Regions from separate parts of the Pan troglodytes genome. Here region 1 is linked to region 2. Evidence: chromatin contacts called from public Hi-C data. All regions are on one chromosome and are shown on one strand. Each heading gives the region's core, a stretch centred on a gene start, on an enhancer-like site or on the middle of the called end of the contact. The rest is flanking DNA. Distances are from core to core; before and after follow the strand shown. Region 1 overlaps ACOT7 (acyl-CoA thioesterase 7). Region 2 holds the start of THAP3 (THAP domain containing 3).

What was found. Hi-C and Micro-C count contacts between places; a contact is called where the count stands out from the background.
Region 1: a Hi-C map of stem cell-derived neural progenitor cells shows a contact between it and region 2, with 3 times the contacts expected there. The contact joins the enhancer-like site here to the promoter of THAP3 in region 2. A contact is called at or near these places in 1 of 7 Hi-C or Micro-C datasets (stem cell-derived neural progenitor cells) and 1 of 1 datasets of contacts at active chromatin or transcription factors (stem cell-derived excitatory neurons).

The regions. Positions count from the first base shown.
Region 1 is chr1:225,649,421-225,656,614 of NHGRI_mPanTro3-v2.0_pri, forward strand. ACOT7 (acyl-CoA thioesterase 7) reads left to right here. Exons shown (of 9, transcript XM_016953100.3): 2 at 2,087-2,204. Among named protein-coding and RNA genes, the nearest start is that of ACOT7, 46 kb to the left of the region's middle. Within about 2 kb of position 3,196, at least 8 of the 24 cell types and tissues checked have an H3K27ac peak or open chromatin away from gene starts, as enhancers often do. A contact at or near this core is called in stem cell-derived neural progenitor cells, where this site is marked.
Region 2 is chr1:225,367,136-225,374,407 of NHGRI_mPanTro3-v2.0_pri, forward strand. THAP3 (THAP domain containing 3) reads right to left here and starts at 5,675. Exons shown (of 5, transcript XM_063786980.1): 1 at 5,544-5,675; 2 at 2,143-2,335; 3 at 481-543. The coding sequence starts at 5,617. It overlaps PHF13 (PHD finger protein 13), which reads right to left. Exons shown (of 4, transcript XM_525170.8): 4 at 6,852-7,272.

The sequences.
Region 1 (7,194 bases), core at 1,946-4,445, 280 kb after region 2:
TGTTGCCAGGTGGCTCCAGGCTCTTCCTCGGGGCCTCAGGCACTGTCCCTGGTCTTCTGTCTTAAAGGCTACCCACTTATCTGTCCTGTCTTCAGTGCCCACCGCATGAAAGCACTTCCTCCGCTGCTCTGCAGCCCTTGGCCCGTGTCTTCTCTCCCTGGCCTTGTGTCATTCCTGGGGGCCAGCCTGCTGTGTGTGGCTCCACTTCACAGGCAAAGTGAGGCCTGCAGCAGTCATTCAGGCTGCTCTGGAGGCTGGCTCTGCTGCTCCTGGGAAATGCTGGGCTGATGTTTCCTCACTGCTCTAGAACCAGGAGCTGGGCCCTGCTCTCCGCACCCACCCACAGCCTTGGCTAGTGCCCCCAGGACAGGCCTGTGTGGAAAGTGACCCTCTGCCCGCTGCAGCTGGTGCGGGGAAGGCCCTTCCTACTAAGTGGAAAACAAAGGGAAGAGGCTGATAGAATCATTTTGTGACTTATAATTGGCTACCTCATAACTCAGACAAAAAAAGCCCAAAAACCTTTCATAGAGTAAGTTCAATTTTTAAAAACAAAGGTATTTAAAAATGAACACTTGAGAAGCCAAATGAGGTTTCTTGTGTGCTCTGGGGATCCCCCGGCCACTGTGTCACGCCGTGCCGGCCGCTCCACAGGCAACCGTCCCTGAGCCTCCCGCGGAACCTTGGGCCCTGCCTGACCTCAGAGCCAGAAGCCAGTTGGCCTAAGTGGGCCCTGGTTTGCATAATAGACTCTCACCCAGGGTGGAGGGGTGACACTGGGGATGGGCAGCTATGGGTCGCTGGGGGACATCTGTGGTCATTTGCTCTAGAAGTGGCATCCTGTGGCCAGATGGTGGGTTTCTTGGAGCTTCCAACCAAGTTGGCTAAATACTTACCGAAGAGGGAAAAATTCTCCTAGTTAACGTGTGGACTATCTACTGTGTACCATGTGTCTGCCAGCGCTGTTGTGGAGTGAGTGTGCGATCTGCGTGATCTCCCACAGTTAGGCGAGGCAGTGCTGTCATTCTACCCATTGTACAGATGAGCACATGGAGGAGTGAGGGTTCTGACAGCTTGCCCAGGTTACCTAGCAAGTAAGAGCCAGAGCCAGGAACGCTCTTGGAGAGTGACTTGCTCAGCCTTGGAGCTGCTAGAGAAGCAGAGAGGAGATGCAGACCTGGGGAGACGCTGCTCCTGGGGCCCCCACACGGGCCAGCAAGGCTGGGCAGGCTACACAAGCTGCAGGTGGATGCTGGACCCTGGACCTGTGCCCGCTGCCTGTCACTCGTCTCCAGGCCTTGGCCTGTGAAGGCGGCTTTCATCAGCTGGGTGCTGTCTGGGAAGGTGCCAGGCAACTTGCCCTGGTAGGACTGCCAAGCTGGCTTGTTGGGATTCCAGAGATTTCGTGGAGCTCCCACACTGCCGGCTGCTCACGGCAAGGATGAAGTTGTTCCTCTTTGGGGAAGTGAGGTGGCGTTTCCATTCCTTCTGACCTGGGAGAGCTCCTTGCCTTCAATCCAGGGCCTGATTCCACACTGCCCCCGGGACCCACAGAGGAGCTTAGCGCGCAGTGGGCAGGCGCTCACCTGCTGACAGGGCCTGGGGTCTTGAAGCTGCGACTCATGTTTAGTTCTCAGAACAGCCGTGGCTACCTGGCTTCTCTGGGACTCCTGACGGGGGTGGTGGTGGTCCCGGGAATTTGCTCCTAGGGTCACAGTCTGTGTGTTGGTCACTGGGAACCCCAAGGGCTGATCACCACCTCCCTGCCCTGTGGCTTTGCTTAAAGGTCTTCACCATCAGCCCTTCCCTGCCAGGGCAGTCCAGGGACATGTGGCTTCAGGGGGAGAAAGTGCCCCTCTGCCCTCCTTCTCTCTCATGGAAACAGCATCTCAGGGCCCCTTCCGTGGCCTGGCAGGTGGTGCCCCACCCTGACGAACACACCACCTGGGAAGAGCCCAAACATGGGGAAGGTTCTCTTTCCTCCAGGAGCCATTGAGCCCTTTGGGGACCTTCTCCCCTCCTTGGATTGTCACTGTTGCACAAATGGCATCCTCTCCAGAGGCCTCATCCTGCTTCTTCTCTGCCCTAGGATCATGCGGCCAGATGATGCCAACGTGGCCGGCAATGTCCACGGGGGGACCATCCTGAAGATGATCGAGGAGGCAGGCGCCATCATCAGCACCCGGCATTGCAACAGCCAGAACGGGGTAAGGGTCTGGGCCCCATACCTCTGGGCCCTGGAAGCCGCACCAGTGTGAGTTCAGGACAGGAGTTCTCCGGGGAGCCAGGCCTGCAGCCTTCCCTCCCCTTGTGCACTGGGCCTTGGGAACTGTGGGAGAAGTGGCCCAAGTAGTTCTGCACCGGACCCTCAGAGCTATGCTTGGTTTTGGCCTCAGCCAGGAGGTGTAGGAACCCACCAGAGATGAAGCGTCAAGCAAGCTGACAGGCCCTCCCTCCACCACTCCCCGCCATGCCGAGTCCCCCGCCAACCTGGCCCTGATCAGAAGCATGCCCCGCCTCCGTGGGGTGGAGTTTATTGTGATGGCCAACAGCTGAGACATAAGAGGCCAGACAGCAGATGGAGGGGAGGTCCCACCTCTGCCCTGACCAACCCTGGTGGCCATGGCACCATGGCAAGTGCCGTGGCTCTCTGTGACTTGGCCACTTCCTGGCTTTGAAGCTCACAGGCCTGGTACCACTGTGCCCACAATGGGAGCAGCTCTCCACCTGCCCCAAAATTGTGCAGCTCGGGAGGGCCCTGTGACCCTAAAGCTGGGGACAAGGGGCACGGTGTCTAGTGTCAACCTCAGAGCTGCTGTAGGACATTCAGCCATCCCCAGCCCTGGGGAGGGGACATTTTCTCTGAAGGTCGGCTGTTGAGGGGAAGCCAGCCCTTGGGTGCTGAGGACAGGGCGTCTGCCTTGGTGCCGCAGCTGCAGCCTCTGCCCTATGGGGCTCAGTCAGCATACCTTCTGTGGCCTCCAGGGAGGCAGAGAAGAGGAAGACTCAGCCCCAGCTTGGAGAGTGGGAGTGTGAGGTGCAGGTCCCCACCATGGGCATGGGCATAATGCCACTCTATCAAGAGGCCAAGTGGAAGCCACGTCAGAGACCAGGGACCAGCGGAGGCGCTGTGAGCTCTGAGCCACACTGTTGAGATGCAGGAAGTGGCTGCCGGCTCTGTCAGCCTGGGCTGCCGGAACTAAGACCACAGCCTGCTGGCTTGTGAACAATGGAAATGCATTTCTCACAGTCCCGGAGCCTGGAAGTCCAGGATCAGGGCGCCGGCAGATTTTGTGTCTGTTGAGGGCCCGTTTGTTTCCTGGTTCATAGATGTCACATCACTTCCTGTGTGTCCTCGCTTGGTAGGAGTGGCTCTCTCAGGCCCTTTTATAAGGACACTAATCCCATTTGTGAGGGCTCTGTCCCCATTCTCTCGTCACCTCCCAAAGACCCTACCTTCTACTACCATTCCCTTGGGGGTTAGGATTTCAACACAGGGATTTTGGGAGGGGGGGACAGCCATGCAGAGCATGGCACATGCATTCAGCCTGGAACAGTGGGCAGGGTGTGTTTCAGTGGAGGAGTGGAAGCTGTGTGTGTGTGCGTGTGTGTGTGTGTATCTGCGTATGCATGTGTGTGTGTGCATATGTAGAATGAACCAAGCCACAGTAAGTGCGGATGGTTGGACGTGGATGTGGGGGATGTGGTGTGGTACAGGTTCAGGTGTGGGTTTGCTGGCAGCGCCTGGTTTAGGAGGGGCTCGCTGGCTGGGCTAGGGGTAGATTGATTCTTTGGACCCGAGGCTCCGGTGCAGCTCAGTCACGTTCAGAGAGCACCCTCTGGTGGCTGTGGGGAGGGTGGGCCTGAGCCTGAGAGCCTGGGGCAGGGGTGAGGGCCAAGTCCCAAGTTCCTGTTGCACCCTTCCAGAGAGAGACAGTGAGGGTCCCTGGCAGGAGAGCATGGACACAGGGAAGGAAAAGTCCCCAAGATGGGGAGGAAAGATGAAGGAGGGGCTTGGGAGGCCAGAGGGTGATGCTGTCACTCAGAATCGTGGAATTATTTTGCTGCCATTTGGTCAGCACTTGGCATTCTGCAAAGCTCCAGAATGCTTCAGGAGCTAAAGTTTAGCTCATGGAATCCTCACAACACCCCGGAGAGGTAGCTGTTCTTGTCTTGTTTTTTTTTTTCTGAGACAGAGTCTCACTCTGTCACCCAGGCTAGAGTACAATGGTGCGATCCCGGCTCACTGCAACGTCTGCCTCCCAGGTTCAAGCGATTCTCCTGCCTCAGCTTCCCGAGCAGCTGGGATTACAGGCGTGTACAACCACACCTGGCTAATTTTTTTGTATTTTTAGTAGAGATGGGGTTTCACCGTGTTGGCCAGTCTGATCTCGAACTCCTGACTTCAAGTGATCTGCCCACGTCGGCCTCACAAAGTGCTGGGATTACAGACGTGAGCCACTGCGCCCAGCTGCTGTTGTTATTTTTATTATCCCAGTTGCATAGATAAGGAAACTGAGGTACAGAAAGATTGAACACTTGCTTGAGGCCACCTGGGGAGGCAGATGGTAGGTCTGGGCTGTGACTATGCCTTGAACCTGTGCTTTGAACACTTGCCCCTCCTTGCTCCTTCTCCGGATCTGGGGCTGCTGGAGGGACAGTTTTGACACATTGGCTTGGAGAAGCCTCTGGGAGGCTGGTCCCCAGGATGGTGATCCAGAAATTCTAGGCTTAGGAGGGGGTCTCTGAGTTCCAGGCAGCCCCAGGGCGTGGGGGTGAGAACAGTCCCAGTGCCTAGAAGGGCTTTGCTGGGGCCCTAGGTGGGGCAGGGGACCCCCGCATCCACACTCCCCTGGTGGTGCCTTCCAGTCTGTGGCTGGAAGTCCCAAGGTTCTGTCTCTGGCTGGGGCCTCTTGGCCAGCCCATCTGGATGCCTACTTGGCCTGCTTGGCCTTGATGTGCAAAAAAACGACACTCCTGTCCTTGCCCCAGGCTTGCTTCTCCCAGCCTCCCTCCCCTCAGTAAATGGTCTCTGCAGCCCCCCCGGTGCTCAGGCTCAAAGCCTGGAGCCTCTGTCGGCCTCTCTCCCTCCCACACTCATGAGGCTCTGGGAGCAGATCCCACTGCTCTACCTTCCAGGAAGTCCAGATCTGAGCACAACCCCCAGGCCCACCCCCACTTTGGGTCCAATGGTGCTGCTCTCCCGATCACCCGATCACCTGATCACTGCAGCACCCTCCTGGCAGGTCACCCTGCTGGTCCCTGCTGCCTGGTTTGTTCTCCAGCAGTAGCCAGGGAGATGTGGAGTCAGGGCACAGTACTGCCTGCTCAGAGCCCTCCAGATCTCCTGTTTCGCCCAGAGCCAAAGGCACGTCCGCACGAGTCCCTGTCTCTGCCTAGCGCGGCTCGGGGACCTCACCTCCTACGTCTCTTTCTCAACTCTCCCTCTGGCTACATTGGCTTTTCTGCTGCTTCTCGGACTTGCTGGGTGCATTCCTGCCTTGGGCCTTTGCACTGGCTTTCCCCAGATATCCACAGGGCCCTGCCCTCTCCTCTTCTAGGCTCTACATAAAAATGTTGGAATCCCAGCACTTTGGGAAGCTAAGATGGACAGGTCACTAGAGCTCAGGAGTTTGAGGCCAGCCTGGGCAACATGATGAAACTTTGTCACTACAAAAATTAGCCAGGCGTGGTGGCCTGTGCCTGTAGTCTCAGCTTCTTGGGAGGCTGAGGCAGCAGGATCACCTGAGCCCAGGAAGGTTGAGGCTGCAGTGAGTTGAGATCACATCACTGCTCTCCAGCCTGGATGACAGAGTGAGACCCTGTTTCTACAAAAACAAAACACAGCGTCCAGCCATGCCCCTGATGGCCTGGCTCCCTCTCTGCTTCCAGCTGCTGCTCCACTCCTGACCTGCTGTGCTTGTACAGAGTGGTAGCCCCACGAGGGCAGGCAGGACTTCTGCCCTTGGTTTCTCCAGACTGAGCATAGAGCGTGCTTAGGCATCATCTGATGAATGCTGGGAACTCGGGCCTGGCACCGTCAACCGTCATGGAGAGCGTCTACCGAGTAAGCGCTTACGATGAGCCCGCGGCCACGCTGGGGCTCACCCTTCCTCTCCCTGTGTAGTCTTCCCAGCCACCTGCTGAGACAGGCACTGTTCTTAACCCTGTTTTACAAGTGGGGAAACTGAGGCCTAGAACAGTTAGGTGGCTTTCCAGACAGCTGCATCCTCAGAGCTGCCGTCAGCCAGGAGACGGCTGGGGCTGGGCATGGTGATGAGACCGCACCCTCTCTGGGCCCTCACTGGATGCTGGGCATGGTCCACGCACTTGACGTTTGTCAGTTGCCTTATCCCCGCATGTCAGAGAGAGACAGCTATCCCTGCCTCTCCTGGGTGTTTCCTAAGCACCGAGTTCTTCCCATTCGTTATCCCCTCGAATCTCTGCAGCAGCCTGTTGGGACCATTTATTATCTGTGTTTACAGAGACTGAGACATGGAGAGGTTGTGTCGCTGCACAAGGTCACAGAGCTAGTAAGCAGTAGAGCTAGGATTTGAACCCAGGGCCCAGAGCTGTTCTTTTAGGCTCTGCCTCTGCAGCTGCTGTCCTGGCTGGAAGCCCTGTGGCCATGAGGAACCCAGTGCCTGTGGTTTGCTGGGACGCCTGTGCCTCACGGGCCGTGTGATGCCGATTGCTTTTGAGAGCATGGCAGAGGGCACTTCCCGGCAGGTGCTGATCAGGAGCTCATGTCTCTGTCCCAGGGCAGGGTGGGGCTTTTCCTGCTCCTGCAGTCCTGGAAGCAGGAGGTGTGGGGCTCATCCGAGGCACTGGCTGCTGGGAGATCTTCCCATGGAACGCAAATACTTGTCAGTCCATGTATTGAAGTTTTGGATCACACTGGCCTTCAGGGACTCCCTGGGCCTGGTCCAGAGCCCTGCCAGCTCCTGGGAAGCAGCCGCCCACCAGCAAATCAGAGCCGTCCTGGGTCCCGGCTCCTGCCATCTGTACCCATCAGACACACAGAGCCACCTCTGCAGCCTCCCAGGCTGCCAGATAGTAAAACGAAATCCTCCCACAGGGTCTCCTGATAGTGAAATGGGACCGTGGCAAGACTCCTGTGTGGATGCCTGGGAGACATTACTTTTCTTCTTCTTTTCTTTTCTTTTCTTTTTTTTTTTTTTTGAGACAGAGTCTTGC
Region 2 (7,272 bases), core at 4,425-6,924:
AGAGAACTCCTGAGGTCAGGAGTTCGAGACCAGCCTGGCCAACGTGGTAAAACCCCGTCTCTATTTAAAAATACAAAAATTAGCCGGGCGTGGTAGCGAGCATCTGTAATCCCAGCTACTCGGGAGGCTGAGGCAAGAGAATCACTTGAACCTGGAAGGAAGAGGTTGCGGTGCGCCGAGATCACGCCACTGCACTCCAGACTGGGTGACAGAGCGAGATTCAGTCTCAAAAAAAAAAAAAAAGAAAAGAAAAGAAAAAGGGAATCAGGCACCATCCCTACTAGCAACTGAGATTCTTTGATATTGAAAAGAAGGAAGCTGAGAGGCTTGGGCCTTCCCTCCAGAAAAACAGGGAATCCAAAACTGGCATATGAGGAAAGGCGACAGCCCTGCGGGCCGGCCTTGCTGGGAAAATCCTGCCTCCCTGTCTCAACCCACAGCATAATTTAAACGTTCAAGTACCTGGCCCGGTGCACTCACCTTTTCTTTCTGAGAAGAGCTGGCATTTCCTCTCTCATTGGCAGGGTCTGTGTTCTCCCTCACCTGCTGCAAGAGACACACACTGAGTGGATGCAGACCCCAAGAACCCTCAGAGCTCAGGGCAGGCCTCGGGCATCATGCTTGTCCCCGCTGCTCGGCCCACTGCGTGCCCCAGTCAACGAACAGCTGCTAAATGAAACTGACCTGAAGCTCAACCCAACTCACACTGCCCGCTTGGTGTGCTTCTCTTTCTCCAAAGATGTCCTCAAATCACAGTCAGAGTGCCCTGAATAGGTCCCTGTAGAGCTAGGGACCCATCTACTTCCTATGTGTCACCCCAGGGCCTGGCACCTGGCCCCATGACCGCCAGCAAGCAGCAGAAGCCCAGCTCACCACTCGAGGTGCCACTGACGCAGAACCTGCAGCCCCTGGGCCACACTGGGGTGGGGCCCACAAAGCAGAGCTGGCAGAGGCCGTACCCAGCTTCTCCCCACCAACCAGGCACTGGAAGCACCGAGGGCTACAGTGACAAACGTCCCCACTCCCAGTGGCTCAAGTGTCATCTTTCCAGGACAAACGTTATCACAAATACGTGAAGGTGATTAAAGTGTTCATCTATGGACACATACCCCGAGCACCGGGGCTGTGCCAGGCAGCGTCCTGGGTGTGGGGCCTGAAGCAGGGAAAGCAGCCCCTGCCCTCATGGAGATTCTGTTCCAGGGGAGAAGACAAAACCAATGAGGGAAACAGGAAGGACAGCAGGGGCCAGAGGGGCCAGGAAGACTGAGGGGCAGGAAGGGGTCGGAGGCAAGAGGGGGTTTGAGGGTCCAGAAGGGCTTCCTGAAGGAAGGGACTGCCAACCTGAAGAGGTTGAGGCAGACTGCATGAGGCTATCTGGGAAGGGTGCTGGGGAGGACAGATGGGGCAGGGGCTCCCAGGCGGCCGCTCTGGGCGTGTTTGCTACGTGGCCGCCTTGTTCTTCCCATCGGCTCCACTCTCCACTCACGGATCCCTTTCCTCTCCCCATAAATCCACCAATGCAGGGAGCTGCTGGCCTGTGGCTTGTCCCGCCACTGCCCTGCCTGCCCACTCCACGTGGGTGCCCCTGTGGCCTATCATGCGATCTCAAGGCTTCAGCATCCAACTCTTTGTGAGCCCTCTCCTGAGCCAGGCCCACACATCCCACCTCCACCAAGGCAAGCTTGGCTCACTGCAACCTCTGCCTCCCGGTTCAAGCGATTCTCCTGCTTCAGCCTCCCAAGTAGCTGGGATTACAGGTGCCCACCAACACACCCAGCTGATTTTTGTATTTTTAGTAGAAATGGGGTTTCAACATGTTGGCTGGGCTGGTATCGAATTCCTGACCTCAGGTGATCCACCCACCTCTGCCTCCCAAAGTGCTGGGATTACAGACGTGAGCCACCACACCCAGCCATAGAATAATTCATTTTTAAAGTGCCTTTAATTTATGACTTCTCTTAAAGCCGAGGTCATGGCCAGCAGGGCCACAGGGCTGTGGACCCCAGAGGCGTGACAGTGCTGTTGTCACTGGAGTTCTTGGCCTTGGCTTTTCCCACACATGCCGCCACCCCCACTGCCCCCAGCTGCTGGTAAACAACGCAGGCTGGATGTGACCAGACGGAAGGTGCGGTGCCCTCCTACCTGTGTGGGGTCCTGAAAGGCGAACACCGTGGGCACGGCATTGTGCTTTAGGTTCTTGCGGTTTCCAAAGGCGCTGAAGCACTCTGGCCGGAAGTGCTCGGAGCAGATGACCGTGTGCTGCTTGGGCTTGAAGTTGCCCCGGCCGATGTTCAGCACCCATTCCTTCAGCAGCTCCGGGCGGCTGAACGGAAATCTAAGGGCAGAGGCACGGGGTGTGAGGCCCAGCAAGGCTGGACCCAGCGCCTCAGAGTCATTCGGAATTTTCACATCACTACAGAGTACTTCCCTGGACAGCTGTGGACATTCAGTCCTCTCGGTTTGTTAAATCACATCTAATTTCTGGAAGCTTCTGTCACAGCTGTTAAAGCACTCTTAATAGGAAACCCGAGACCACGAGCATGGCCAGAGAGCCCAAGTGAGCTGCTTCCGATGCTACATTTGCCAGGAGCCTACCAGGAGCCGAGCCCTGTTCTTCGTGCTAGGGATGGGGGGTAATGAGACAGTCCTGGCCCCCAAGAGCTGATATTCTGGAGCGGGGGCACAGCGATGAGCCACACAGATGTGGACGGTGTCTTCTGGGGATGATAGCTGCTCCAGAGAACAGACAGAGGGAAGCCCTGGGGTGGTGAGGAGAGGCAGCTGAAGGGGTGATGTTTGACCACAGACCGCAGGAAGTGGCAGCACAAGCAACGCAGGCTTCAGAAGGGACAGCAGGAACGGCCACTCACGCAGGTCCAGCTGAGACAGCGAGAGGGAGTGGGGACTGCATGACGCAGGGCCCTGAGCAGTTGGGGAGTCCCTGGAGGCTCTGGACAGAGGTGAGATGGAACCTGGGTCCACCCTGGCTGCTGTGGGACCAGGCGTTGGCAGGAAGTGGTAATGAGAGGGCAGATTTGGATGTATTTTGAAAGCCATGCAGTAAGGTTTGCCTGTAGATGGTAAAATTGAGAAGGAAGGAGTTTCATGTTGGAGATAAAATTAAGTTACAGGACGGCAGGTTAAGGGGATCAGAAGTTTGTTTTGTAGCAGCTGAGCATGGTGGCTCACGCCTGTAATCCCAGCACTTTGGGAGGCCAAGGCAGGCAGACTGCCTCAACTCAGGAGTTCAAGACCAGCCTGGCCAACATGGTGAAACCCCATCTCTACTAAAGATGCAAAAATTAGCCCAGCGTGGTGGCGCACTCCTGTGATCCCAGCTACTTGGGAAGCTGAGGCACAAGCATCACCTGAACCAGGGAGGCGGAGGCTGCAGTGAGCTGAGACTGTGCCACTGCACTCCACCTGGGCAACAGAGTGAGAGTCTGTCTCCAAAAAAAGAAGTTTGTTTTTTATGTCAGGAGTTAAATTTGAGGTGCTTTTTAGGCTCTCCATGTGCTGGGGTGACAGGCGGCCACACGCATCTGGAGATGTCAGTGTGGAGGCCAACCCTGCGGAACCGACAAGCCTGGGTGAGATGGGCCCCTGGGGAGCAAGTGTGGCTAGAAGCCACCCCTGGGCCATGGCCCACACCCCAGGGCTCCAACACTTAGTGCTGGAAATAAGGAGGATCCAGCAAAGGAGACTGAGAAGAGACACCTGTGGCCAAGAAGTGTACCAGACGCCATGCGGGAAAAGTGACCCAGGCTCAGGGGTCAGTTGTGTGAAATGCTATGCAATCGATCAGCATCACAAGGCTCACTAGTGATGTGACAGAGCTCTCGTGGGAGTGGAGGAAACGACTTCAAGAGAGAAGGCACGGCAACTCCATCCCCAAGTACATACCTGACGGAGGCAAAACAGATAGATGCACCGCAACACAAGTCCCACCAAAACTGGCTAAAACAATGTTTGTTTTGTTTTGTTTTTTGGGACAGAGTCTCGCTCTGTTGCCCAAGATGGAGTGTAGTGGTGCGATCTCGGTTCACTGCAAGCTCTGCCTCCCAGGGTCAAGTGATTCTCCTGCCTTAGCCTCCTGAGTAGCTGGGATTTCAGGTGCGCGCTACCACGCCCGGGTAATTTTTGTATTTGTAGTAGAGACGGGGTTTCACCATGTTGGTCAGGCTGGTCTCCAACTCCTGACCTCAGGTGATCCACCCAGCTCGGCCTCCCAAAGTGCTGGGATTACAGGCGTGAGCCACCACGCCCAGCCTCCAGAACCATGTATTTCTCATCCAAAAAATGGGGCCACCCAAATGCCCTTCAATTGTAGAACAAATCAGTAAATTCTGGCACTTGCATTCAATGGAATATTATGTGGCAACGAAAGCGAATGAACTGCAATCCACTCTGATAGTGGGCAGGATAGGGTTCCCTTTGGGCAGGAGAGAGGAGGAGGGCCTGGGAGGGGGTCCAGGTAGGGGTTCTTCTCGGGGGTAGTGATGTTTTATTTCTTATTTTGAGATGAGGTATCGCTCTGTCACCCAGGCTGGAGTGCAGTGGCAAGATTATAGCTCACTGCAGCCTCGAAGCTGGGTTCAAGCGATCCTCCTACTTCAGTCTCCCGAGCAGCTGGGACTACAAGTGCACACCACCTTGCCTGGCTAATTTTTTTAAATTATTTGTAGAGGTAGGGTCTCCTTCTGTTGCCCAGGCAGGTCTCGAACTCCCAGGCTCAAGCGATCCTCCCGCCTCGGCCTCCCAAAGTGCTGGGATGACAGGCTTGAGCCACCGCGCCCAGCTGGTAACGTTTCAGTTCAGTGACGTTCACTTGGGGAAAACTCGCTGGGCTGTATACTTATGATTCGTGCATTTTTCTGCATGTACATTACGTATACTTCAAGCAAAGCATTTATCACAAAACAGAACAATAGGAGCAGAGGGAATGGGAACGATGAGCACAAGCCCCCCTTCGGAATGTGCCCAAAAGTGGGTAGAGAAATGGTGCCGTGACTGGACCTTGGAGAAAGCGCAACTTTGACTAAGGACGATTGCTCCTGGGCCGGGCCGGGCCGGGCCGGGCGAGTGCAGGAGCAGACTCCAAAGTCTCCAGCATCCTCCCGCGACCCTGCAAAGTCCCTTCGCACTGCCAGGACGCCCCTGGGGGTTCCACTCCTCCACTGCACCGCCCAGGTGCCGGGCTCCCTTCAGGACCGCGCGCGGCGGGGGCTGCAGCGACCAGGGACACAGCAAACCCCGGCCGCGGCCCGCTAGTCTGTTCAGCAAACACCTGCTCCGCTCCCTGCACGTCCCGGCCCCGGCCCCGCCAGGTGCGCCGCTGCCCCTCCGTCCGCCACTCCCCGCATCCCCGCGGCGGGCGCGGCGGCGCCAGCCCCTCTGGGCCCAGGACCTCGGCCTGTCCCCGGGCCCAGCGGCCGCACGCCTTCGGGCCTCCCGGGCGGTTCCGCCCGGCGCGCCAAGGCCTCGGAGTCGCTCCGCGGGCCCCGGGTCTGGGCCTCCCGCGCCCCCGGGTCCCCGCCTCTTACCGGTGGAAGGTGAGCTGCTTCCTGCGGCTGCTGTAGCGGTTGCAGCACTGCCGGGCCGCGCACGACTTCGGCATCTCGAGCCAGGCCCGGCTGCCCCCAACAAAGATGGCGGCGGCGGCGGCGGCGGCGGGGCCTGCGGGGAGGGGAGGGACCTGCGGGAGGGGCGGGGCCGCTGGGAGGTGGTGACGGGCCTGGCTCGCCTCCAGGGCGCGCTCATCCTGCCATCCCAGCCACCCGCGTCTCCCCAGGGTCGGACGGGACCCGGGGCGCCACGTCAAGGGGTGCTCCGGGCCCCAATTCAGGCCCGAAACCCCAACTCCTAGCCTTGGGCCTGTGCAAGTCTTACCCCATTCGCCAATGCTGGTCGCCTTTCACCTCCTTGCTTTGAGCACCCAACCAGGACGCATAGCCACTCACAGGCTTGGACAACTGGAAACCAACGGCCAACCCCTCAGTGTTTTTAGGGCTTTGAATTGTGAATAGGTCTGGACTCCTCTGACGTCACTGGAGGTGGTACTAGTTGGCCACTGGTGGTGTCAGTTCAGAGGCCAGACAGCTCACTGCCCTTAAGTTTGGTCACAGGGAACCCCCAAACGTGAAGAGGCAAAAAGGGCAACTGAAGGGGAGGGAGATTCCAGTTCAGGCCTTGCAGAAACTCCGAGGAGGCTGCAGCTTTCTCAAAGCAGCCTATAAGGAAGGCGTCATCTTGTGAGAAGAAAAAAAAAAAAATATCAGCCAGGCGCAGTGGCTCACGCCTGTAATCCCAGCACTTTGGGAGGCCGAGGCAGGCGGATCACCTGAGATCAGGAGTTCAAGGCCAGCCTGACCGACATGGTGAAACCCCATCTCTACTAAAAATACAAAAATTAGCCGGGCATGGTGGCGGGCACCTGTAATTCCAGCTACTCAGAAGGCTGAAGCAGGAGAATTGCTTGAACCCGGGAGGTGGAAGTTACAATGAGCCAAAATCTCATCACTGCACTTCACAGCCTAGGTGACAAGAACAAAACTCAAGTCTCAAAAACAAAAAAAAAATCAAAAGTAGGCTAACCACTCACTGGGGCTTGAGCTAATCCTCAATCTGATGAAGAAACTGCAAAAACCATTCACATCTACTCGTCCTGTGGTTTGTTTCTGAGGAATTCACCAGCAAGGTACCGTAACACCGTGGGCATTTTCCATCCTGCTAAGTGCACACTGAGACGCTGCCTTCCCAGAGACTTGATGTAATCATGCTTTGGGGAGGTAGCAAGGAGAAAAGAAACACAATTGTCCTTCAGCACAGAACGCAATCGCCTGAACCTTGAATCATGAACCTCAAAGTAGCAATATATTTATTTACAAAATATACAGTTTCACAGAAACAGCTTCGCTTTATACACATAAACTTTAAAATTACACAGAACCATGTAAACGATGTGAAGTGTCTGGCCTGGCCAAAGCCGATGGGAGGGCCTACCTTTGGGGTGACATCCCTCCCTCCCCTCACTTCATTAGCCACCAACCAGGAACCCCAGATGGGTCGTGCCTAATTTGCATATAAAGAAGCTGATTGCAGCTGCCCAGCTCAATCTAACACAAAAACCAAGGTGTCCGACTTCTTAGACACCACCCACATGGACAGATCTGCTAAAAGAACAAAAATGCAATCAAGGAAACAAAATGGAGATGAGTATCACATGCATTCCAGAGGCATCGAACCTTCTAGCACACGTGACAGTTGCCAGGG